Regions from separate parts of the Mus musculus genome. Here region 2 is linked to region 1. The links are chromatin contacts, called in public Hi-C maps. All regions are on one chromosome and are shown on one strand. Each heading gives the region's core, a stretch centred on a gene start, on an enhancer-like site or on the middle of the called end of the contact. The rest is flanking DNA. Distances are from core to core; before and after follow the strand shown.

Evidence for each region. A called contact is a pair of places that touch in the nucleus more often than the background predicts.
Region 2: a Hi-C map of nephron progenitors shows a contact between it and region 1, with 1.9 times the contacts expected there. The contact joins the enhancer-like site here to the promoter of F3 in region 1. A contact is called at or near these places in 9 of 39 promoter capture datasets (the 3T3-L1 cell line, 3T3-L1-derived adipocytes, embryonic stem cells and 5 more), 47 of 484 Hi-C or Micro-C datasets (the 3T3-L1 cell line, the AML12 cell line, the C2C12 cell line and 27 more), 3 of 115 datasets of contacts at active chromatin or transcription factors (bone marrow-derived macrophages and embryonic stem cells) and 3 of 9 other capture datasets (adipose tissue, liver and pancreatic islet).

The regions. Positions count from the first base shown.
Region 1 is chr3:121,721,534-121,725,275 of GRCm38.p6, forward strand. F3 (coagulation factor III) reads left to right here and starts at 2,004. Exons shown (of 6, transcript NM_010171.3): 1 at 2,004-2,269; 2 at 3,444-3,549. The coding sequence starts at 2,182.
Region 2 is chr3:121,760,159-121,763,845 of GRCm38.p6, forward strand. It overlaps Abcd3 (ATP-binding cassette, sub-family D (ALD), member 3), which reads right to left. Exons shown (of 23, transcript NM_008991.3): 22 at 1,257-1,313; 23 at 1-151. The coding sequence ends at 74. Among named protein-coding and RNA genes, the nearest start is that of F3, 38 kb to the left of the region's middle. Within about 2 kb of position 2,118, at least 19 of the 459 cell types and tissues checked have an H3K27ac peak or open chromatin away from gene starts, as enhancers often do.

The DNA.
Region 1 (3,742 bases), core at 754-3,253:
AGCGCTTCAGCGACAAGAGTTCATCTGGTGAATGTTAATGAAAACTCTCAGCGACAAGTGTGGCTGCATAAATGAATTTTATTGATTCAAATGTGTCAAGTTCCTCCTGGGTGCTTGTAAACTGTGCTAAGAGCTAAAGGGGGGACCTGATCCCCCCTCCCCCTAAAAGAGCTTGATGGGGGAAGTTGACAGAGGGCACCATTGAGATTATGTAAAGTACTTGATGAACTTGGTTGGTAAAGCTGTTAGCATGCTCTATAAACGTGCACAAGAAGGGCTAAAAGCGTGCCCTGGTCACTTACAGACTCCTCATCAGCCACATTGCACCACTGGTGATGCAAAAGGAAACTGGGCTCTCTACGTGTCTTCACGCATGTCTGCTTTAAGGAATAGCCAACAGGATATTTCTGCCTATGAACAATAAGTTCCCCAAACCGCGAGTGTTTCCCACACCTGCTGAGGAACACAGTTGAGGGTCCGTGGATGGAAAAAAGATCACCCTTTGAACAGTTTTCTTGATGCCCTCTTCCTTTGCTCAGTTGGGAGTAAAAGAAAGTGCGGTCAAGAGGGAAAGTCCCTGGAGTAGAGGACCAGATAGAGCTACATTGTGTACTTAGGCCAGTGAGCACACGGACCAGCTGACCTCAAGATTGGTATTGTAGAAGGCTATCTAAGAGGTTCTGCCCTGTCCATTCTCAGACATAAGCAGGAAGCCTAATCAAAAGCTACTGTGAGTGGGACGACAGCTTAGTTACTCTTTACACTTCTCAGAGCCTACAAGGTGGACCCAAGTTTGACTTTACTCAAGGAAAGTAAAAAAGGAAGGAAGAAAGGAAGGAAGGAAGGAAGGAAGGAAGGAAGGAAGGAAGATTGTACAAAGCATCCAAAGACACAGATATTTACATTACAGTTCATAACCGTAGCAAAATTACAGTTATGAAGTAGCAATAAAAATAATTTTATGGTTGGGATCACTACAATATGAGGAGCTGTGTTAAAGGGTCGCAGAATTAGGGAAATTGGAAAAGAAGGGATAAACTGGACAGTCAACCAGGAGTGACAAGAAATCGTTTGATACACTGTCGAGCAAATGCTACCAGTAGGATAAGTGATCGTCTAAGGCTTCAACAACGTCACGGCAAAGCCTAGAACAGGAGGCCAGGAAATAAATGAAGAAAACCCAAAGCTTGCAAGTGACACCTGGCTGCCACTAGGCTCAGTGACAGAGGTGGGCTCCTGGGTCCATTCCCAGCATCCAGGAAGGGAAAACACAAATTGGAACGTCCGAATGTTTATTTTTCAGTTTCATTTTTTGTTTTTCTGCGCTTTGGAGGAATTCACTCAAACCCACTGCGGGCTTCCTCAACGTGAGAATCATCCTTCCTGGAACCCCCGTGGCTACAGAAGTCACGCTCAAATTCTCTCAGGCTTCATGTTGCAGTTCCTCGGTCACCTCGGGAACGGGAGTGGGGTGCCAAGTGGCCTTTAGACCTAATCCAGGGCCCTTGTCCATGGCAGACACGTGCATTTACTGCACCGCCCTGTGCAGCGGACCAAAGGGACTGACAGAATGATCTGCTAGCCACTGCGTGTTCAGGCAGGGCTTTGGAACTGCCCTCTGCTACCAGGAGTGGTCCAGGGGCTTTGATACATCCTCTGCTAGGGCCTCAGCGTACATCGAAAGCAGAGGAAAAGTAAGACTCCCTTGACTTTCAACTTAAGTCCCTTCAATGACACTCCTTTCTCCCCAGCCAGCCACCCAGGCTGGTCATCCAGGGATCAGCCCGGGAGCCTGGGTCTCCGCAGTACCTGGATCCGCCTGCGCCGAAGGGGCAGCTCGGTGCTCCGCGGCGCTGTTGAATCACGGTTGAGTCACCCCTTTCGGGGTCTCGGAGTTTCCTACAGGAGGGGAGTGGGCGGGGCAGGGGTGTGGACTGATCGGGAGCCGCCCACCGCGAAAGCGAGTGACCCGGGCCGGGGGGCGGGGAGTCGCGAGCTTCGGCGGAGGCGGCGCGGGGTGGAGAGGAGCCGGTGTCCGCGCGGCCCTTTATAACGCACCCCGCGCCGACCCCGGCAGCCTGGGTACAGCCGGTACCCATCACTCGCTCCCTCCGATCGCTCCTGTAGCGTAGCCAACGCGCCGCCGCTGAAGCCCCGAGACCTCGCCTCCAGCCCTTGGACATGGCGATCCTCGTGCGCCCGCGCCTCCTAGCGGCTCTCGCGCCCACGTTTCTCGGCTGCCTCCTCCTCCAGGTGACCGCGGGTGCAGGTGAGTGGCATTGGTCCTGAGAAGCCGGGGGCGCTCCGCCCGCGGGAAACAGAGAACCTATCTGGCTAGCTGGGGGGGGAGGGGGGGTGCTGCTCTGGTTCCTTGGGGACACCAAGGTGTCCGGCTGTACCTGTGGATTTGGCTGCGCTCGCCCTGAGGATTTGAATGAACAATGGGATGGAAGGTAGTTGGTGCCCGGACTCCTGGCAGTTGTCACTGCTAAAGATGCCTGCTTTGTGCGTCCACCGCGGTTGCATAAGATAAAACTGAGATTCCAGCTTTAACTCTGAGGGAGAGTTTCCTAGATGTTGGGCCCTTGAAGGTGGCAGGCTCGTGGGCCCGCCTTTGCCAAAGTCGGCGTGCTTTGCGCTTTGCGTGGCTTGCATGTTATCTCTGACAAGGTGTGCGCCTTCCCGTAATAAATAGGTGTTCTTGTGGCCTTTGGTTTCGGTCTGATAGAAGCAAGGCTGTTGTAAACTCAGGCAAGACAGAGTGCATACCCACATCTACCCAGTGCTGAGTTGAGGCAGAGGCTGAAACCAGGGGGCTTGCAAAACGAGACGTTGATGACAGCACTTTAATGGAATAGCATCCCACCATGTGACAGGTGCCACGTGGGCTGCACGTCTGACGAGCTCTCCTTGAGAATTTCAGTGTAAAGATATTTTAGATTACAATGGGAAAAGTCCGGTTAGACTCTTTTTTTTTTTTTTCGTTTATGTGCATTCCTGACTCTCACGTGTGTGGGGGACTAGCCCTGTTTGGAATTTATTCAAACCCTTCCTTGCGGCCTCTCCGACGGCTTCGGAAGAGTCCGGGACTCTCTGGCACCTTGGGCCCTCCTTCTGTGTCGTTTTAAAGTGGGCTTTCCCTGGAATAGTTTAAAGGAGGACTTCAGGATCTTCAGCTCTTTCCACGGATTGCAGTATGGGTGTTGCCTAGAGGACTATATGGCCCTGAGGGCGGGGATGGGGCGTGGGGGGAAGGACACGTACACACACACACACACACACACACACACACCCTCTGCTCTTGACAAGTTAGCAACGTTATTTTTGTGACTGGCAACAAAACATGTGCTCCCTTTGATGGCAGAGGCTGGGAAAGTGTTTAAGACACAAGGTCGAGACCACAGAACTGGGTGCAATTCGAGATATTTTGTGCTTATTTGTAGGCATTCCAGAGAAAGCGTTTAATTTAACTTGGATATCAACTGATTTCAAGACAATTTTGGAGTGGCAACCCAAACCCACCAACTATACCTACACTGTACAGATAAGGTAAGCCAGGTTAAAACCAAAGCAAGATGGCTAACAGCTTTGCACGTCTAGCTCTTATGCACTAATAGGGACTCTTTGAAGTCAGTTGTTGGATGGGGCTGTTTACCAAATGGTAGAGTTGTCATGGTAATCTGCTGGCTACTGTGATGTTCCATCAAATGGAAACATTCCATATGCTAAACTGATATGACAG
Region 2 (3,687 bases), core at 868-3,367, 39 kb after region 1:
ATGCATCTTGCATTTACAAATGCATTCTGTTCATTATCTTGTTTTGAAGCAAATGAAGTTCTTGAGATGGTCTCTATGATCCGAACTCAACTGTATCTTCTGTGATCTTTTTGAATTCATAATTGCCTCTCCCATCCATATGCAGGTAGTACTAGGGGAGAAAAAGGAAAGTCAGAGACTAAGAACAGGTATGTTTCCCCATTTCGGAGAACTAAAACAGACTTTTGCACGTTTCTAGTCAATGCACAGGCATCCCACAAAAGAAGATGCTTTCACAGCTCTGAATTGCAGCTCAGAGCTACTAGGATGACCGGTGCCAGAGCCTGGGTGGCTCACCAGTGCAGCACTGACTGCTTCATGGTCAGCTACCACTCTCCACTTGAAAGACTCTTGTTTAGGTTCAGCAGAGACGTGAAGGAGTTATACGTGTGCCCCCAAAGACACAGAACAAAGCCTTCTGTTTCTAGTTAGTGAGTGTCTATATATAAAGATATGTTTTCTGTTTATTTTCTGTTTGCTATTTTTTAGCTGCTTCGTGTTCCTTTCCCTTACACGGTGGCTGTTCTTACACACATGAGGCCTAGGGCTGGATCCAGCACAGGGAAGGAGGAGGGGAGGAAAAGGGGGAGGGTAGGAGAGGGGAGGGAGGGAATAGCAAAGTTTGAAAAGGAAAGATAAGAGAATCAGAGAGAAGAAAAGAGCTCTATTCTCGACATTCCCCCACTAACCTTGAGGACACTACCCAGAATCTATAGCACTTCCTGTACTACTTCGAACTTCAGCACGGTGTCTGGTAAGTGGCTGGGACTATCTAACAGATCCTATTTTATTATACTACAAACATGGCTGGCATTATGCTATCTTTCCCTTATAGTCCTGACCGCTACTGAAAATGCTAACAAAATTTTGCCATCTAATTGTTAAGACTTTCTGCTCTTCTGTCAAACCTGAATGGTAACGACACAGCTCATTTACCCATCGCTATTACACAGCAGTCACTTATGACACTAGAGACCTAACTGCTCTCTAATCTCAGTAGAGCTAGAGATTGTTATATACATTCTCGCTTCCAAAACTGACAACAATAATACCAAATCAAGTCCCACTGTATACTGTAAAGCTCAAACCACCCTTTTCCATAAAATGTATGCCCACATGGTGACGTGACCATGAAATCTAAAATCAGTCAACAAAATTCACATATTTACATAAGATTCATAAAATTCATCACTCCGTACAAGGGAAGAAATACAAACCTCGTGGTGCTTCCAAAGGGACTTTCTGTGTGAAACGGTAAAGAGGGTGATGCCAACCTAATTCAAAGATTCAAAGAGAGGGTTATGTCACATCGGGATGGCAAGCCGCAAACACATGCTTCTAAGTTCTTAGATACCACGTTCAGTGGCTACAGTGAAGAATTAACGATAAAACATACCCTACATTTGATTTATTATGAAATGGTAAGATACGGACAGCAAAAGATTAAAGTCAGGAAGTCACTGCTTCCAGATGTGCAGTTCCCTACTGTAGTCTCATCTTGGAATTATGTCTTGGGGTTCAGAGTTGGGAGTAATTATTCCATTGCTTCTAGAAGGTTCTAAGCAGAATTCTGCATGTGTCTTCAGTAATGTATACAAATACTGACGCAAATGAGACAAAAAGTTGTAAAAAAAAATCTTCAAAGTTTGGATTAGGTTTTGCTACCCAATAAGCTTACTATAAAACATAATAAAAATATTTCAGTCTTGGTCCAGAATTTCTAACACAGTTCAGATTTTTAGATTTTTGAAGAAACATCACTGTAGTTGTTCTGGATCAGTGGTTCTCAACTGAATGGCAAGCTTTTACATATATATATATATATATATATATATATATATATTATATGTATAATATAATATATATTTACACATATATATATTATATGTAATATATTATATGTATATATACATCTATATATACATCTATAAAATATATATAATATCTGGTGGGCATTCTGGTAATGACTGAAGACTTTTTTTTTTTTTTTTTTTTGGTATGCTGAGAACAATACTGCCATCTAACGGACAGCACTAAAAGTGCTGCTAAACACAGTCCTAAGGCCCAGGAGAGTCCTAGCCACTGCCTAGGAGTTACCCAGCCAACACAGATGACTGGGAGGACACTGCCTTAGATCCTCAACACACACCTCTCACCTTTGGGAGAATCAGCAAACCTTCACCATGATTTTTTAGTTTCATTGTATTATTTATTTTTTTCTCAGCACTTTTTTTATTGGCTATTTTATTTACGTTTCAAATGTTATCCCCTTTCCAGGTCTCCCCTCTGGGAACCCCTATCCCTCCCCCTCCCCCTTTCATTTTATTTTTTAAAAGGATTTATTTATTTTTATTTTATGTGTGTGACTGCTTAGCCTGCATGTAGCCTCCAGTGCCCTTGGCGGCTAGAAGAGGGTGTGAGATCCTTTGGAACTGGAATTAAAGGCAGTTGTGAAACACCATGTGGATTCTGTGAACTGAACCCAGGTCCTCTTGTAGAACTGTAAGGGCTTTGAACCAATGAGTCATCTCTCTAGACCCTAATCTTATTTTCATTTTGATAATACTCTTAAAAGATTAGCCTAAGTAAATTCTGAAAATTTCTGTCACGAAATTTTATGACTAAATTATTCTGCTGGCACCAAGTAGTACCACTTAAACTGTGCCACAAGTTTGGCTGCCAATGTGCAAATTAGGAGCTGCATAAGAAGATATGCACATTATCAGCTTTCATATTTCAACTGTATCAAAAGCCTACTGAGACTTTTTTTTTTCTATTCCTGATGTTTTAATTGGATTAGGGTAGGCATAGTGTGTATTAGAATTACTTAGGCCAAAATACAAAAGTAAAATCTAAATGGTAAGATCCAAACACCGGATGCTCGTGGCTTGGATTCGGCAAAGCAGCCACCGTTCTCTTTAATGTCATTGAGCTCAAGTGCTGCTTTATGTCATTTGTAAATTTACAGTTTGGTAGTTAGAAAAAGGTCTTGGGCTTGCAAGAAGCCCTAGTGGGCAAGACACTTGCCACCACGGCTGACAATCTGAATCAATTCCTGGACTGACGTGGTGGAGAACTGCCTCCTACAGCTGTCCCCTGACCTACATGAGCGCCATGCATGCAACAGGTTCCAAAGCAACAGTTTTTAAAGGTTCTAAACTTAAGGGCCCAGCCCTCTTCCTCATAGCCAGTACAATGTTAAATGACCATCAAAGGCTCAGGTAAGTTCTCTTCCCTCAAGTGGAATGTATCTTACAGAGCCACACATCTTAAAATCAAAAAAGGCAACAACATAGAATTGTCAGGGAGAAGCCTTCAAGCCAAATCCAGTCTATATGACCTTATGCATGGAAACACTGCAGACATCTCTAAGCCTAGAAAACTGGAAACCACATACAAATTACTAAAGAGGACTCAAGAAGAGAAACAAGCCATTAAAGAAATACAATCCCAGTTCAATCAACAATCTTCCAGTGGAGAAGACCCTTGCGGACCCTCTCGACAGCACACCACACGTCATCCTTTCACACACCTGAGTTACGTGACAGTTTGTTAATACGCTGCTTTACTTTGCAAAGTTCAAGATTCCACACTTCTAACAACTTCCAGGTACTGCTACGGCTGCTGATCCACAGCATCCTCCAAGTG